Regions from separate parts of the Arachis hypogaea genome. Here region 2 is linked to region 1. A link is a contact called in public Hi-C data. All regions are on one chromosome and are shown on one strand. Each heading gives the region's core, a stretch centred on a gene start, on an enhancer-like site or on the middle of the called end of the contact. The rest is flanking DNA. Distances are from core to core; before and after follow the strand shown. Region 1 holds the start of LOC112754751 (protein PNS1). Region 2 holds the start of LOC112754756 (probable polyribonucleotide nucleotidyltransferase 1, chloroplastic).

Region 1 (6,362 bases), core at 2,865-5,364:
AAGCGAACGAAAACGCACGATTTCTCCGAGGAAGGAAGTGTTATATTGTAACACAGTTGTGTGAAGAAAAAGTTAGGCGTTTCTCTTTCTCTCTGTGTGTGTGCTTATGGCTTCAGGAACACTGCAAACGACGTCGTCGAGATTGGTCTCTTTACCGAACGCTTCGGTGGTGAAGGTTTCGATTCCTACGAAGAGAACGCTGATCAATTTTCGGTCCAATGGTTCCATTTCAAGCTTGACGAATAACATAACAACTCACGCCGTTTCCCGCAATGGCTCCATTTCTAGCTGCGCCTCCAACATGGTTAGTCACCAGTCAATTAGGTTCTTGTTCGATTCTTTGCGTTTATTTTGGATCATATATATTTTCTATTACGAGAATTGTAATGAAAATTATAGTTATTGAAGTGTTGGATTTGCTAGCGAAAATATAGCCACTCGTAGAAAACTGTAATAAAAATTAGGGGAATACCAAACAACAAGTACTCAACCAGAATTGAGAATTTTATTGTGAAAATGATCCCTATGGACTTTACTTAATTACTATAGGATTGGGCTGGAAATTTCTATGAGCTATTGCAACGATTAAATAAGAGTTGCTTGATTGTTGTAATACGTCTGTTTATGTATTTATTTATTAAGGGTGTATTTAGTATTTAGGGTAGAACGAATTTCGCTGAATTCCTTGTCATTGTTATAGTCTTTGGGTAGTGATTAAGAAGGCTGGTAGAGAAGCTTAGGTTAGATGGAGATTGATCTAATGGGACAAGATTTATTCTTCTTGTTATAATGGAAACCTTTTTTTTTCTTTTGGTTTTTGCTTATTTTTCATATTCGATAAGTCATTCGATCAACTATACCTATTGGAAAAGTCTCGTAGGATTGCCATTTACGAATAATAAATTAGAGAAAGAAAAGAGAAAAAAAAAGGGGGGGGGGGGGATGGGGTCACTTCAATGACTTATGATCAGAAAAACGACGGTTCTATTTCTGAAATCCAATCACAGTTTGCCTAAACCATATTTGAGCTATTAGAACCTGAGAACTACATGGTAGTAAATAAATCTTGATTGCAAAATTTCATTTTTCTGTACCTGCTATTTTTTTACACATCAGTAGTAAAGCCTAGGAAGGGAGAATACCTTGTAAAAGCTACATAACTTTTCTGATGAAGTATTACAATGTGGGATTATGTTCCTTTCTCGGATTTTCATTCACATTTGAGAATGTGTTCCAGAGTACCTGCATACAGAAGTTTGGTTTGCACTTAATGTACCTCATAGATAACTATTTCCTATTGTTTCAGTCTGTGTCAAGTTTGAAGGCAGATGAGAACAGACGCAAGAGTAATCTTGAATCTCTCTTTTGCTATGATAAGGCCATCCCAGAAGAAATAATTGAGAAGCCTGTTGGACTATCTTTGACTGAGAAAGATATCGGTAACAATCCCCGATGCACTGATTGCGAAGCTAAAGGTGCTGTGCTTTGCATCACTTGTGCTGGTTCTGGCCTATATGTTGACTCCATATTGGAAAGCCAGGGCATAATTGTCAAAGTTCGTTGCTTAGGTATGTTCTGGTGCAAACATAGATATCTCATATGCTGCCGAATTTCTTTTCCATACACCTCGTGTTCAACCGTTGCTGCATCTTGTAGTTTTCTTATTAAGATAAATAAAAGCATTTTCTTGATGGATCTACTTGATCTTATGGATGGCTAATTTCAGTTTATAGTTGAAACTTCTACACTTTGTTGATTGTTAGATGAACCATTTGGGGTTGACGAGTTGTGACTTGGGCATCTAAGAGGTTTGAACGAATCCATATTTAAAAGGTTTTAAAACTTTTTGATAGATAGAGAGGTTATGACATTAATTAAAATAAGCTTCATATATGAGTTGATGAACTTGATGCGACATTCCACTTATTTCTATGTTGAAACACTTGTGTGCTTATTAATTATTAATATCGAATTGTCTGTTGAGAATCTTTGTTGCAAACCCTTTTTCACTTTGATAACTTTCACCATATAGGTTGTGGAGGAACAGGTAATATGATGTGTACGGAATGCGGGGGACGGGGTCATCTGGGACCAAAATGATGTGAGCTTGATACCTTGTATTTCGTTGTAGCACCGTATACATATTTGCTTGGTATAGCTTGTGAGTCATCATTATTCTTTTTCACAAATCAATTATTTGTTGTGACTGGGAACTAAGGCATCTACTTAAATTCTTTTCATGATTCGCTTCCCGACAACGATCTAAAGGCTCTGGCTATAATATTTATTCTCAGCTATGAGGACTAAAGCTTTCATTTGTTGCACAGATGATTATATCATATGTAGAAAGTTATATAGTTGATTTATTTCTGAGAAGAATATCGTATGAATTAATGATCAATATGTAGAATAAGTTTATGGTGTATTTCATCAAAGTTATTTACTAAAAATTAGTATGACTGGTGTCAATTCTTTATTACTTCAATACTGACATGCATCTGTCTGTTTATTCTATGGAATATATTCACACAAAATCATGAACCACATTAGAAATATCTGTCACAAATCACGATTGATGACTGCATCAGAAATCTTTATGTACAATACCAAAAAAAAAAATTGTTCTTACAAGTGTGTGGTCAGTATCATTTTATCTTGGAGATATTGCAGCTATGTTGGTTTACTCTCCTTCAGTATATATGTTCAGCTGAAAAAAATTGTTAATTCAGAATAGTTGCAGAGCTTGAGATCTTTGAATCTGCTCCAAGCGTGCTGGAATTGTTGAGTCGAATTGATCGTTCTCCGGATTCTCTCCGTAGGCAACATAGTATGCCGCAACACATGCCTGTAGCCACCCCATTGCCAATCGACACTGCATCAAGACATCAGTACCATAGTCAGTATCCATGAAAAGAGTAATAAGAGTCTGAAAGTAGTGAGTGTAAGATGTAACCTAGTTCGTAGTCCTTACCATGAAATAGCCAATCAAGAAAGCATAAATGGATACTTCCAGGGCATAGCTCTGATGCATCACAAGGATCCAAATTCCACACACCATAGAACAAAATGCACCTACAGCTACTCCGCTAAGGAAACATAATGCTCCGGTTAGATCCGAGTCTATGAGTGGCAACATTCTAGCTCTAGTGAATATTTCCCAAATATCACCAGATGCGTCCACAAACTCTTTGTTATAGACTCCAATATGTACAAAACTCCATCGGTTCCCAAACTTCGGAAGAACGTTTACCATCCCCATATAAGAACTAACACAGCAAAACAGGATCTCATCTTCTCCTCCAAGTAGACTCATCGAGCGTCCAAAACCGCGGAAGAGAGTGAAGACTGGGAGAAGGATTGAGCCAATGGCGATACATCCAACAGAACGATTGATACTGTCACGAAGCGCCTCATAAGTATCCATGGGATTTCCAAGTATCTGCAGATATGTGACCCTTGAAATGGTGAGTTGTATTACATTCTTGAGAAACTGCATGGTCCATCCCAGGCTCAGCATAATCACCAAGATGAAAATGAAAGCCAATTTGAATTTGTCTTGAAGGGCTGTAGCTCCACCGATCCCGGATACAAGAAAACAGCAATAAAGGGTTCCAATTACAATTGTCGCGAGTACCAACACTCTGGTTTTAGCAGGTGGAAAAGCTGTTGAAACTGACAAGATATTCGTCGCATATTCGAATCTGGGTCTGGCCCAACAACCATAGAGGGATTGAGCTAATGCAGAACAGAAGGAAACTAATCCCACTATAAGACTAGTTGCTGTGCCCATGTACACAAACATCCCAGCCATTAAACATGTTAGCAGGGGACCTAGCCAAAATGCTGCCTTGAGTGCGTTTCTTGGGTAGCTGAAAGTGATCCATTGCCACATGAAACCGATTATTCCGCCACATGCCGTCGAAGCTAGAACTGGAGGGTACCACTTCATAGGGTGGAAATGCTGGCCGCCAGATTCCGAGGTCAGGCCATAAACAGTGATGAAGATCACTGTGGCTGCTGTTAGGAGCAAATGCAAGTAGAAAAGGATCTGAAAGATGATTCTCAATGACATTTTTGTTGTGTTTCCAAATCTTGTGCCTGCGCAAGAAGCCATAACGAAGTTTGACTTGATTTTCTTAACAAGAAAGCTCTACAAATATAACAAATGCAGTTGATGCGGAGCGATATATAATTATATATTACAGAATCTTGTTGCAAAAGTAACACTTAAGGAATAAGAAATTAAGAAAAAGGAGTTCAAACAAAAACAAAAGGAAAAAGAGAAAAAAATGATCAAAGGAAGAGAAAGAGATAAGAGATGCAAAACCTTTTATGGAGGAAGCTTGTGTTGTTGTTGACCTTCTTCTACTTCGATGATCTCTGTGGTGTATTCGAGGTGATACACGATAACCAATTACAATGAAATGGCGATGCTTCTTAGAGTTTATTCTATCTTGAAGTGCACTCAGAAATCCCAATCTCCCATGATGAGTTTCTCTGATTTTCTTTCACTTTCTTTGTCCTCACGAATGAGAAAAACAAATGGATGAAACCTCTAATTTCTGAGACTCAAGTAAGCTTAAAATAATGGCTCAACTCTCGTGGGTTTAATCAATGCACGTTTTCCCACTTTATATACAAGCTACTTTTCTAGATTCTTTTTTATTCTTTTTATTGTTATTTACTTATTTTCCAACTGTAGTCTAAGCTAGAGTGAAGTTATTAAGTGTAACTACTAACTAGAACTGATGGCAAATAGGGTTTGTTGCGATGACCTGGCACGGGGCGGGAGATGGTGACGTTATGAAGAGGGAGAGGTTATGCTTCTCGTTCCTCTGGTTGTTAGTTTAGTGTCCACTTGTCAATGTTAGCTTCTTTCCCGGGAAAAAAACGGTTGCTGCTTTAGAATCCAACAGAAAAATTAGAAAACGGCATTTTTTGAAAGTGGTGCTTGTTTTTATTCTGTTCAACCGGTCAACTGCTATAACTTATTTCATGAAAATATCTGTCTAATGGCTAATATATATACAAAAATTATTTTATATATTGCTTTCAGTTTGGTTATGTATAGTTGCTTGGGCCAGACATTGGACTCATTGGTGGTGTCGAAGGCTTCTCGGACATGGCAAAATGCTGACTGTTCTTTCTTGGCGATGGTGAGATGCTGATAGCTCTTTCTCGGCCATGGCGAGATGCTGGGGTGGCGACACGTCCAAGGCCTGGCTTCAACGCTGCTCTCCTGCAGCTGTGTCTCTCGTAGACAGCGAGAAAGAAAGAGGGTGTCACGCGTTCTCCATGCATGGAATGTAGTTGTCCACCACCTGGTCACCCTCTATAAAATTCCTTCCTTCTCCTTGTCGTGGTCTCCGAAAATACGAAAGATAGAACAGTAATAAAACACTTAAGACAGAGTAGTGGTAGTGGTTTATAGTAGTAGTAATGGTAGTAAAATGAGATCAAAATTAGAGTCACGATAAGCGAAAATATGATTATATATTTATTTTATTGTTAGTGTTATTTTTTCTTTAAGTTATTAATATTCTTATCATTTTAAGTGTTAATGTTAAGACAATTTAATTAGTAATATTAATATTAAGATAATGTATGAATGTTAATATTAGAATGTAAAACACAAAAAATATATATTAGTTATGTAAAAATAATTTTTTTTAGAATGTGTTCCGAGGGTTACTTGAAATGGTGATTTGGGTCTGAACGTGAGGGCCAAACTCTTTTTGAGGTAGTGTCCGACTTGTGCTGGTGCTGAGATGTCGCCGTCCAGTTCCTCATGAGAAAGTGGGGGATGGTACCTGCAAGAGACTCCAATGCTTAAGTTAGCAAGGGTTTTAAGCAGATTTTTAGTAGATTGGGACTTGAATATACCTAAGGGGTGTCAGTGTTGATGCGTGCACATTTCTAGTATTTTTCTCTTAGAATTCCATTCAATAAACTAAGAGTTATTGCAAGATAAGCATTGATTTCATGATTAATTGAGCAATACTTTAAATTAGTATGCATTTATTGATTACAGGAGAATTTAGAAGAGAATTGATGAAGATTAAAGAAGAAAAAAGCCAGGAATAACAAAGAACAGAAATGGAGAAGCAAACAGAAACTTCTCTGGACTGAACAGAGAGCTTCACGTGCAACGTGGAGAAAGCAGCGTTCCACGCCAATTAAAGACACACTCCTAGGGGAACTAAGGCACTTCACGTGAGACGTGAGAGCGTTGGCGTACAACGCCAAAAAGGGAGCCGTGCGTACGCATGCACCATGTGTACGGACAAGTGGTGAAATTTGCACATTCATGCGTACGCAAGACCCCATTCCAACGTGGTGCGTAAAAGACTAGGCGTGGGACG
Region 2 (6,097 bases), core at 917-3,416, 140 kb before region 1:
ATCATTTGAATTTCGGTACATATTGACGGCACAATCATGAGCAATTTTTCACAATTACCATACTCACCATCTCAAAATGAAGAACAAAATAAATATATTCAATGTTCCAATTGTGGCTAAATATTTCATACCAACAAATGCCAGTAAATTATTTATTTTTTCCATAAATAGTAGTTTTCTTTTCCTAACACAAGCACGAAATCAACTTACAGAATCTAACCTCTATTTTTTAAAAGAAAAATGGAAAAACTTACAATGTTGAGGAACCTCAAAAAACAACAAACCTTGCAGTGGAAAAGCTACTCTTTATTACAAAAGAAGAGCAGACACAATTTTGATCCATATGAAAATGTTCACAATCATGGACAAAGAAAGTAACTGCCAAAATATGGAACTTACTGTCTCGCCATCTGTAACTGTAACTGACGCACTGGCTTGTCTTCCTATATGACCAGTCTCAACCAAAATCTGTAGAACTTAACATGTCAATGAAAACTAGTACTGAGTATACCTCTTTAACTCAACAAAGATACTTTTGCCACAACCACAATACACAGATACAACAATATTGTAAAATAAAAAAGTTATGAAAAGTTATAATTTGGAGGATAGAATAAAAGGAATCTCTGAATCTCATACCACAGGCTTAAAGTGTCAAAGAATAAAAAATACTTTGCCACCAAAATATTTAAAATTAAAAAAAATAACAATTTAAGACCTTTGTTTCCCTTTCTTTTCTTTTTTTTCATTTGATAAAAGAAGAATTTCATTAAGATGAGAAGGATAATACAAGATAGAGGATAAGAGAGTTCCTCTATGCAAAAGCAAAACAAACAATTTAAAATTCAGTAGCTAAGATTAAAATATTTAAGAATGTATAAAGCATATTAACCAAATCAGTAGTTGCGCAGTGATTGAAGAATTCAAGATATGGTGAGAATTGGATTAGGGAGGGAAATCACATGAAGCAGAGAGCCAGCCAACAAAAACATTGAAAAATGTTCAACAAAGAATGAGACCAATGCATAAATCCTCCCAACCAAATTTAAGAGTCACTCTCCACTCAAATCAAAGGTTAGACATAGACCAAAAAGAGAATTCAAATGGCATGCACCGTGCATGAGTACATTAGCCTTTATAATTGCATCCCAATTAATCTGACGAAACAAACATTTACTTTGATCACTCTATGCCATAGTGAACAAACCTCCAAGTAAACCAGCGATAAAATTTCGCTAGAAGGATCATGTATTCACTAAAACAATTGCCAAACCTAAGGCGCCTCCTCCTTCTCGGTTCTCAGGATCACAAGAAGAGTGGAAAATGAGAAAAATCCTTAAGAGTGCTTAATTACAGCATGATTCTATTAGCATAGATTTATGTTTGTATGAACCAACTTCTCTTTGCTGTATTACTCCACATACCAACTTAGTAGGGACACTATAGCAGAACTCAACTACACTCTAACACGATCCTTCTTAAATTTTGCCACTTTCAATCATAATAAATAGTTCATGAAATTCTTAACCAGGCTATAATAACACCAAACTTCACACACTATCAAAAAAAATTGAAACAAAAAAAAAATAAGAATAAGAATAAGGATAACAGTAAATTAATAATAATATCCAAACTCACATGTCTATCGCCAACAGGAATCTTCACGGAGTACGGTTGCGGCGCAATGTGGGTGGCGCCATCGCTGTTCTTATCGTCCGACGGTTCCGTGGAAGCTCTGACAGCAAAGCCGTTACGGTTGTTGTTGCCGGAGAACAGGAGGGAGAGAGAGCGGGAGCGGCATTTTCCTTCCTTAGCAAAGCCAAAGTGAGGTCGGAAAGGGAGGAACAAGCAAGGAGGCTGAGAACGGCGGTGTTGGTGGTGGTGGTGGAGCGTGGCTCCACCATGGAAGGTGTTAGTGCTAGGGCATGCTAACATCCTCCTGCCTCTTCTTTTTCTTCCTCGCAGGATTTACACTTTTCGAATTTGCTAGCAAGTTGGAGCTTCTTCTTCTGGTTTCAGAAGAGCGGGTGAGTGGTGAGTGTGGGCGAGAAGAGAATAGAGGGAAGACGAGCAACCATTATCCGTTTTTTCTTCTTTTTTTTTGTTTTTGGTACTGAGGACGCACGCTACGATGTGGGTTTTTACGTATATTCCGAGTCCATACTCACCGTTCTTCTGGGAATGGGCCTTATTTGGGCCGGTACAGTGTTAAGAAAATGCGTGTGTAAATGTTAGAGTGATTATCCAACTCAATTCCGGATCATTACCCCAAAACATAACCACGACCTTGACCAAAAAAAAAAAAACCCGTCAAATCAGCCTTATACCGTGACTATGTGAGATAAAAAATGTTATTTGGACACTAATTTTAACTACCAATTCCATCTACCGTATAGAAATATAATAAAATAGTGCATACGGATACGAATACGGTAAATAACATGACTCGTCTGGAAAATAGAACTCACCCAGTTTCTTCGTCGCGCCACTTCTCTCCTCTTCTTCGATCGCATGATTTCTTTTCTTCTCGGTGCAGCGGTTCACTCTCCCCCTTTTCGATCGCACCACTGCACCTTATTTCTTATTTTCTTCTCTTTTCCACAAAGCGCTTCACTTTATTCTTCGATTGCCACATTGCTCCTCATTCTTCACTTTCTTCTCTTTTTCACGCAGCGCTTTACTCTACTCTTCTTAGCGCTGTTAACTTTTCTCTTCTCAGCGAGTTTGAATGCATTACGTGGATTTATTTTGGTTTTTTTTATCTTAGAATTTTAATTCTATTTTTATTGGCCAGATTAGAAAAGTTGCTGTTTATTGAAGTAAAGTCAGAATTCAATGGATTCCACAAACTCGAATGAGATTTGTGCTGTGTTTAATTCATATATTGTTAATTTTTTTATTCTTGATTTGATTTTAAGTGTTTTTTATTTGTTAATTATGAGGATTTTGATTTTTCATCCTAAACTGTTGTCAGTAATCAAACACCTTTCAACTTGTTTTTAAGTGTTTGATTATCTATGTTTTAGGTTGTTTCAAGGATAGGAACGTTATTCTCCTATATAGAAGATTATGAAACTTTTTATACCAATTATACAAAGAGAGTTGGCTTTTCATAGAATCTAAGAACTACTAAGTGGGATCAAAATAGACAGATTACATACTAAATTTTGGTATGTTCTAAAGCTGGTTATCGAAGATCAGAAATTGATCCACTAAAAAAGGCAAATTCAACTTTCGAGCAAAATTATAAAGTTAGGATAATTGAGAAAAGGGATAAGAAGTTAAAATATGTGTTAACCTCTGTGAATATGCAGCATAACCATGTTGTTAGTCCTGTCATGGCAAAGACTTTGAAAAAGAATACGAAACTAAGCTTGCATTCCAAATGGATAGCTGAGATCAATGATGAAACTGGTGTTACAATGAAAAATACCTATCAGAGTTTAGCAACTACTGCTGGTGGCCATGACAAATTGACTTTTACTAAAAAAGTCTTCAGAATCATATAGCAAAAAGTGTCAGAGTCATACAAGAGGACGGAAAATGTACAATTATTAATGCAGTATTTTTATAAGATGCAGCAATAAAATTGTAACTTCTTTTATGAAGTTAAATTGGATGAGCAACATAGCATAGAGCATGTTTTTTGGGTCGATACTAGAAGTCCTGTTGCTTATGGGCACTTTAGTGACGTTGTAAGATTTGATACGACGTACCAAACAAATAGGTACAACATTACAATTATATATTTCAAGTTAATTATATGCACTCTTATTTTTGTAGGTGTTTGATGTATAGGGATAGGTAAAATAAAATGCATTTGCTGCTACTATAATTGGATTCTCAATTTTGATTATAGATATAATATGCCTTTTGCCTCATTTGTTGGAATTAACCACCATGGTCAATCAGTACTACTTGATTGTGCTCTTCTTTTATGCAAAGAAGAGAGCTTTTTTATTTAGTTATTTGATTGTTGGATGTAATGTATGGGTGGCAAGCCGCTTATTGGTATATTGACATATCAATGCAAAGCTATGCGAAATGCGATTGAAAAATCCTTGTCGATGTATCGATGGTGCATTTGGCATATCTTGAAGAAAATTCCAAAAAAATTAGGAGCATACAAACAATCTAAAGATATTAGTGTTGAGATAAGACATATTGTGTGGGAGTCTAGGTCTATTGAGATATTTGAGAGCTTTTGGATTGATTTTTTCAATAGATTCAATTTGTATGATAATAATTGATTAGCAGGTATTTTATAAGTTTGATTATCTTATATCTGCTGTTTGATTATTTATCTTTTATTAGTCAATATGCCTTACAAGTTTGATTATGCATAATTTATATTTTCAGGTTTGTATGAAGAACGTGACAAGTGGGTCCGACAATAATTTTTGGGCAAGCATGAGTAGCACTCAAAAGAGTAAAAGCATGCATGCATTTATGAGGAACTATCTAACCTCAAAGTGCAATTTGTAACAATTTGTAATGCAATATGACGCTTGTTTTGCAAATAAAACCCAAAAAAATATGAATTGGATGTTGTTACTTTCGATACCATTATTTCTTGTGCTACTATCTCTCCTGTTGAGAAATAATTTTAAAAGGAATATATTCATTGAATGTTTAGTGGATTTCAAAAGGAATTTAGGACAAAGGCTAATTGCATTACAACAAAAAAGTACGAAGAAGAATATATTGTCACTTACAAGGTTATAGAAAAGATTGAGTACGATGATAAGATGTTTGATTCTATGTATGAGATATTGTTTAATTCATCAACTTCAGATATTTGTTGTCAATGTCATCTTTTTTAGTAAAAGGGAATGTTATGCTGCCATAGCCTTTTTGTCCTTGGTATTGAAAAAGTGAAAAAATTATTAGACAAGTACATCCTTAATAGGTGGAAGAAAACTTTAAAGCGTAAACATAGTAGCATAAAGTCTAGCCATGATCCAAGTGGTTTAGAGCCCGTAAAGAAATGATATAATGAGATGTGCAAGCAATTTTATAACATTGCTGAAGTAGTTGCTACATCTGAGGAGCTCATTGAAACCGTGTGTCGTGTACTTGACTCGGTTTGGATTTTGTTGTTTGGAACCAAAGGCCTCTAAAATAGATAATGTAGATAATCAACATTCAAATGAGGTAAATAAAAATACAAATTGTTTGGAGATCCACAACCCCTAACAAGTATCACAAAAAAGCCAAAGGCGTAAGAAAATGTTTCAATCTATTGTAGAAAAAAATGTTGAATAAGATAGGAAGAAGCATACTAAGAATGTAAAAAAGAAAACATAGGCAAGTTCAGTGTTCGATTAATTTTAGGGTTAAGTACGATTTTGGTCTTTAAGGTATAGACCAAAAATTTTTTTCGTCTTTAACCTTTTTTGTATATAAAATCGTCCCTAAGGTTTAAAATCAAGTTTTAAAATCGTTCTTTTTACTTAAATCTTAAAATTTTAGATCAAATTACTCTTAACAAAAAAATAATTATAAAATAAGAAAAAAAAGAAAAATAAGAGAAGGAGAGTGTTTCTGCTTCTGCGAGGGGGGAAGGGAAGAAGAAGAAGGGAGAAGGAAAGAAGAAGAAGAAGCTGTCCATAATCCACCTCTGCCTCCGCTTCCACTGTCAAAAATTTAAAACCAAGTTAAATCTTAGAGACGATTTTAAAACCAAGTTAAACCTTAGTGACCATTTTATATGCAAAAAAAAAGGTTAGGGACGAAAAAAATTTTCAGCCTATACCTTAGGACCAAAATCGTACTTAGCCCTTAATTTTATTTTATTCTTAAAATGTTTTATTATCACTTTATTGATTATTATATTTTTTATTTCTTTTAGCCACCTGTATAGTTTTCTTTGGAGTTGAGCATTAGTTATAACCAACCAACTGGTTTTGTATTCTTCTTGAACTCAATATAACAAAGCCATCTTTAATAATATTTTATTTATTTGATTTTTATTTAGTATCCATCTATTCAATTTGTTTTTTTTTTTTAAGTTTGTTTTTTCATTATTTATGCAGGACATAGCAACTGGTTCGTATAGTACCATAATTTTGAAAGAACAGTAGTTTTTTTTGTGATA

What was found. A called contact is a pair of places that touch in the nucleus more often than the background predicts.
Region 2: a Hi-C map of leaf shows a contact between it and region 1, with 2.6 times the contacts expected there. The contact joins the promoter of LOC112754756 here to the promoter of LOC112754751 in region 1. A contact is called at or near these places in 4 of 8 Hi-C or Micro-C datasets (all in leaf).

The regions. Positions count from the first base shown.
Region 1 is chr16:119,554,732-119,561,093 of arahy.Tifrunner.gnm2.J5K5, reverse strand. It overlaps LOC112754751 (protein PNS1), which reads right to left and starts at 4,114. Exons shown (of 2, transcript XM_025802502.3): 1 at 2,972-4,114; 2 at 2,726-2,872. The coding sequence starts at 4,114. The coding sequence ends at 2,726. It overlaps LOC112754752, which reads left to right. Exons shown (of 3, transcript XM_025802504.2): 1 at 1-304; 2 at 1,307-1,568; 3 at 2,033-2,456. The coding sequence starts at 107. The coding sequence ends at 2,100.
Region 2 is chr16:119,696,176-119,702,272 of arahy.Tifrunner.gnm2.J5K5, reverse strand. LOC112754756 (probable polyribonucleotide nucleotidyltransferase 1, chloroplastic) reads right to left here and starts at 2,166. Exons shown (of 25, transcript XM_025802512.3): 1 at 1,639-2,166; 2 at 400-468. The coding sequence starts at 1,935.